Linked DNA regions of Muntiacus reevesi: region 1 is linked to region 2. A link is a contact called in public Hi-C data. All regions are on one chromosome and are shown on one strand. The core of a region is the stretch at or near the end of the contact, and the rest is flanking DNA. Distances in the headings are between cores, read along the strand shown. Region 1 holds the start of BRIX1 (biogenesis of ribosomes BRX1). Region 2 holds the start of TARS1 (threonyl-tRNA synthetase 1).

What was found. Hi-C and Micro-C count contacts between places; a contact is called where the count stands out from the background.
Region 1: a Hi-C map of blood shows a contact between it and region 2, with 4 times the contacts expected there. The contact joins the promoter of BRIX1 here to the promoter of TARS1 in region 2. A contact is called at or near these places in 2 of 3 Hi-C or Micro-C datasets (blood and muscle).

The regions. Positions count from the first base shown.
Region 1 is chr14:30,420,024-30,422,723 of mMunRee1.1, forward strand. It overlaps BRIX1 (biogenesis of ribosomes BRX1), which reads left to right and starts at 1,297. Exons shown (of 10, transcript XM_065905585.1): 1 at 1,297-1,495. The coding sequence starts at 1,337. It overlaps RAD1 (RAD1 checkpoint DNA exonuclease), which reads right to left and starts at 1,215. Exons shown (of 6, transcript XM_065905587.1): 1 at 1,066-1,215; 2 at 371-598. The coding sequence starts at 565.
Region 2 is chr14:29,365,523-29,368,222 of mMunRee1.1, forward strand. TARS1 (threonyl-tRNA synthetase 1) reads left to right here and starts at 1,338. Exons shown (of 19, transcript XM_065905280.1): 1 at 1,338-1,643. The coding sequence starts at 1,587.

The DNA.
Region 1 (2,700 bases), core at 47-2,546, 1.1 Mb after region 2:
TTCTCATCCCAACTAAGCCACTTGCCAGCTATAGGACTGCTGACAAATCACTTAAATAGCGTCTCAGTTTCCACAAATGTAAAATGGGAATAATAATAGAACCACCTCATAGGACTGTTGTGAGGATTAAATTATTTAAACATATAAACATACAAAACACTCAGAAAAAGTGCCCACCTATAGTTTAATATATTTTAGACATTATTAACCATTACCTCTGTAAAACACGATAGGAAAAGGGTTTGTTACCAGGAGAGAAAAAGAATTCAAATAATATTTTGTGCTCCAACTTAAATGAAAACTCTTGGAATTCACTGACCTGGGTGAAGAAGGTCATATTTCACTGTATTAAAGGTGCCAACTTCCATACCTGAATAAAAGCATTTGCTTGTACACATTTTGCGTTTTCCACTGTAACCTTGATTCCATTTTTAGTAGCGAAACACGTGGCATGTTCTCGGAAATGAATAGCCTTCAGGATAGTGGAGAGGTTCCTGACGTTGTCAAGGCTGGCCACTAAGCAGTAATCATTCTCGTCTGTGATCCGCTGGGTTAGGAGGGGCATGGTCCACGGCGCATTCGGCCCCGAGGGATGCTCCTGATGAGATGCGACAATAAAACTCCCCGTCCAGGCTGACAAAGCCCGCGATTTCAACCTGCGCTGAGCCGAGTGGAAGAGGCCTGGACGCTGAACTCGCCGAAGTAGGGACTGAAACCCCACCTCTGCCACTTAACTGTCTCTAACTTTGGGGGAAATTACCCTGTAAAGGAGGGTTTCGTCGTCTTTAGTAAGGGGACAGTAACACGAAAAGTTACGAAGGACAGAAATACGCAACTAACACGGTCACCGGGGTCAGTTTCGCCAACCCAAACAGAGGCTCCGCTTCCTCAGTCAGAGAAGAGGTGTCCCGCGCCTCCAACCTTGCTTCTAACAGGATATACCAGAGGGGCGGGCTTGAGTCCTTGGAAGGTCCTCCAAGAAACCCAGACAACCACCCAACACCACTCACCAGCCCACAACCCGCCTACAGACTTGTCTTGGGATCCCCAGCGCTCAAACCCTACCTTCGCGCAGCGCCCGGGCGCAGCTTCTAGAAAACTGCGGAGGAAGTGGAGCGGCTCCCGCCACTCTATTCAGACATTGCCGACCACCTCGGCCACCGTCACCACAGAGATAGAGGAGGCCTAGAGAGCCGACCGGGCCGTACCATAGAGACGGGAAAGAGGCACCATAGAACTGCAGGACCGTGGAGCTGGGGGCCGGGACCATAGAGACGGGAAGGCGGAGCAAGCGGCAGAGCCGGAAGGAAGGCCCAGAGCGAAGGCGCGGAGCAAGATGGCGGCGACCAAGAGGAAACGGCGTGGAGGACTGGCGGTTCAGGCGAAAAAGCTGAAAAGACACGAGAAAGATGGCAAGCTGCCGGCTAAGCCGAACGACGTATCAGAGGAGGCGGCGGAAGAAGAGAAAGATCGTATCCCAGGCCCAGTTTGCAAGGTAAAGGGGGCTTTGCGGCCGCGGCTCCACGCTCTTTCGTTGTGGTACCTACCTGATTACCGCTCTGCGGGTTTCAGAATTGCTGGGGGTGTTAGGGGAGCTCCGTCTCAGCTCGCCCGGCGGGACCCGCTGCCGCGTTTGCATCTAACCCTAGAGCACGTGGCTGCACTCTTGGCAGGCTGCTGACTGAGCAACTTCACCGATTTCAAAGCTGTTACCTGGCTCGCAGAGAAGCGACTTTCGGGGACTGTTACAGTGTTTGGTCTTCATTTCCTTCGTTTTTTGTTGTTGTCGGAGGAAGGAATTCTTCCTTAAACTTGTTTGTCTCCCTCGAGTATATATCCCTTCCAGTGATGGGATGTCCAGAATATTCCCATATTCTGAATCTTGAAGCTGGTTGTGCGATTCTTTAAAAAGCTACTGTCCTTTGGGACTATGCCTTAGACGTGATCTTTTTTTTTAAGTTTTACTTTTAATTGGAGGATAATTGCTTTGCAGTGTTGTGTTGTACAGTTTTGTAATGTACAACAACGTGAATCAGCCATAAGTATACATTTATTCCCTCCCTCTTGAACCTCATTCCCTTTCCATCCCCGACTTGTTTGATTTGTAACTCTCACGGAATACGGAAAACTAGGGTAGATACTATGAGTTTTAGGTGTATTCGACAAAGTTTTAATGTGCCAAGCACTGTAAGAAGTTAGGTTTCCCGTGCTTTGGGAGTGCAAAACTAAAACGTGACGCTTTCTCCTAAAATGTTGGAGTTTAGAAGGAAACTAAGAACTGATTTGTAAGTTGATGGTTTTTATTCAGAAGAAGGTGAACACAAGTTGTTGAATCTTTCATTCATCTGAGAGCTACTTAAGCTAGATAAAATACTGTGGAGACAATTGGTCTGCTTTAGTAATTTCCTTCCATCGTGCCCGCAACCCCCACCACAGCTTAGCATAGATCTCTACCACGTAGTGAGTGATAGGTAAATGACCCTGTGTAGTGGTTTTCAAGCACTGGGAAAGGAGTTAGCTTTGAGGAATGAAAGGTAAGCTTGAATTCTAACCCTAAGAGAGGACTAAGAGTTGTTGGAAAGAGAAATTGACAGCATTTACTGGTGCTTATGATATGAGATAAGGGCAAATGGAAGATTCAAAGCATGGGGGACTGAAATAATGGTGACATCATCAGAAAAATAGTAAGGAAGTTTACCA
Region 2 (2,700 bases), core at 88-2,587:
AACACTCATTAATTCCCTCAACATGTATTGAACATCAACTGTGTGTCAGGCTTTTATCTGCTAGATGCTGGCAAAAATACACAAGTTGTGCTTCTGTGACGTTTTCAACCTGAGAAAATAATTTTTTAATTGTAAAACTGAAGTGGTTTTACAATTGTGCTACAGAAAGCTACCAGAATATGTAACAGGGAGACTTACACCATTCCAGTAAGAGTGGTCAAGAAATTCTCCCTCAAAGAAACGGTTTCTGAGATCTAACAAGTAGTTGCTAAATAGGCAAAAAGTATGTGGGGCAGGCAGAGATGAGAATGCGAATAGCCTCAATAGGCAGACCCAAAAAATAAAAATGTCATTAAGGTTGCAGATCAGTGTAGTGAAAAAGCGGGGCAGTCAGAGGCCTTCAAAACCATGACTTTCTTTACACTGAAAGCCACTTAAAGCTAGAGGTTGCCATGATTATATTTGTATTTTTAAAAAAAGACTATTCTCCCTTGTGGAAAGATAATAAAAGGAAATTCACTGAGGAATAGACTGCTGGCATGTGAAAGAAAAAAAAAATGAACACAAGAAATCGGGTTAGGAGGCTATTGACTGAACTTCATGAAAAGGATGACCCTGAAGGAGGCAAGCTGTCGAGGACTGATGTTTAGAAAATATAATCCTTTAACTTGGTGGAGTACATAAACTGTAAACAAGCTCATTATGCTTCTGATTTCAAAACAGCGACTGTTTTAAATTGACTGATAAAATAAATGAGAGTCATTCAATTCCAAACACTGAGACCTCTGTGTGGGAGAATCCGAGGAGTCGGCGTGGTTATTTCCTTAAGTAAAGTTTCGCTGCATTTTCATAGTCTCTGTGGAAAAGTTCCCTGATGCAATAGACTGGAGGTGGCGTGTAATAATAATGAATATCCGAGGAAAGGCGCTCGTCCTCGGATCAACAAGGCTTAGGTCTTGGGAACTCTGGATTGCAAGAAGGAGGGCCTAGCTTAGTTCACCGCTATAGACTTGAGAGCCGGGAAAAGTCCGCAGAATTCAGCAGTCACGGCAGGTCAGGTAGCGCCGAAGCATCAAAGAACTCTAGCCTCCACTGCAGGGTCTGACCCTGGGCCAGGAACCGGTAACCGGAAACTTCCCGGAAGCTCAGACTCTGCGCGTCTTGCTCGCTACGGCGGCCGAAAGGGCCCTGGAGTAATAGGCGCAGTCAGCCCGGAAGAAGGCGCACGCGCATTGCGGACTCTGGGCTCCGGGGATGACCCTATAACCCGCCAGGAGTGAGTGCATGTTCTGTAGTTTCCTCTCCCGCCCCGCCGCTGCCTGATTTTCTAGAAGGGGTATCGCCAAAGACGCTTTTCCATTGGTTTAGAGAAAGGAGGGCCCGCCACTCCGGATTGTCGATTAGCTGCCTGCTCTCCCATCAGGTTGGAGGAGGCGGAGTTTGGGCGCTTTCCGATTGCATCATCTGTGGACCACGAGGCGCAAGCGCAGCGCTCCTCGGCGCCGCTGCCCACTTCTGCTTGGCGACAGCTGTCCTTGCCTCCTGCCCGTCGATCTGGGATTTAGCTTTCTCTTGGTGGTTTGCGGATGTCTGAGGAGCAGGCCAGTAGCCCTTCAGCGAAAATGGGAGACGAGGAGAAGCCGGTGAGTGGGCTGAGTGGATCCCGGCGGCCGCGCTGGGGCTCTTGGACCCTTGTTGCCCAACGTGGGGAGAGGGAGGGGTGGAGAACCCAGGGCGGGGGGCGATGGAACTCCGGGACGAGTCAGGGCCCCCTTTGGAGAGGAATCGCAGATTCATAAAGCAGGGCGGGGCCTTGCAGAGCATCTCTGGGTCCATCCTCTTTTTGTAGATGAGGACGCTGAGTGTCTTGCTCGGAGCCACACAACTAATTAGAAGCCGAGAGAGAACTAGAATCTAGAGCTTTGGACTTATAGACTAGCGTCTTTGGCTCCCTTTAGTCAGGAAGAATGTTGCGGAGCCTCATTTAATTTTAAAACCACGTACGGGTAAAAGACCCAGTAAGGGAAAACCAAGTCACCGGTATCTGCCCAAGTGTATAATAAACGGTGGAGACCACCCCTCTTGGCAAACTCTAGAGAAGTTACACACTTGCCGGATGCGGGAGGCTTGCCTTATCACATTGACAAACGTTCATCATTTCACGTCTGAACTTTTCGCTTTAGTGACATACTATGCTTGGGAACATCTTCCCAATCCTGTTCTGTGGGCCAACTTTTGGGTTGAAAGTTCAGATCGCTTTTATGTAAATATATAGTATGTACACTTGCCCATCTTTGTTCTGTTTTCGTTGGAAATGAAGAACGGCTGCCCCGTCACGTTTCCAGTTGTTACAGGAAAGGGGAAGTGGACCTCAGGGTTCCAGAGAGACCCATTTCAGTGTCGTGGCGCTGCTGTTCACTGTGCTGTGCTTAGCCGCTCAGTCGTGTCCGACTCTTTGCGACCCTAGGGACTGTAGCCCACCAGGCTCCTCTGTCCATGGAATTCTCCAGGCAAGAATACTGGAATGGGTTGCCTTGCCCTCCTCTAGGGGATCTTCCCAACCCAGGGATCGAACCCAGGGCTCCCGCATTGCAGACGGTTTCTTTAAGGGAAACCCTGTTTACTAGCTGTATGCGAATAAAAAGTTACTTACTCTTTTTGAGCCACTAGCCTCTTTTGTCAAATGGAGAGGTGTTGTAC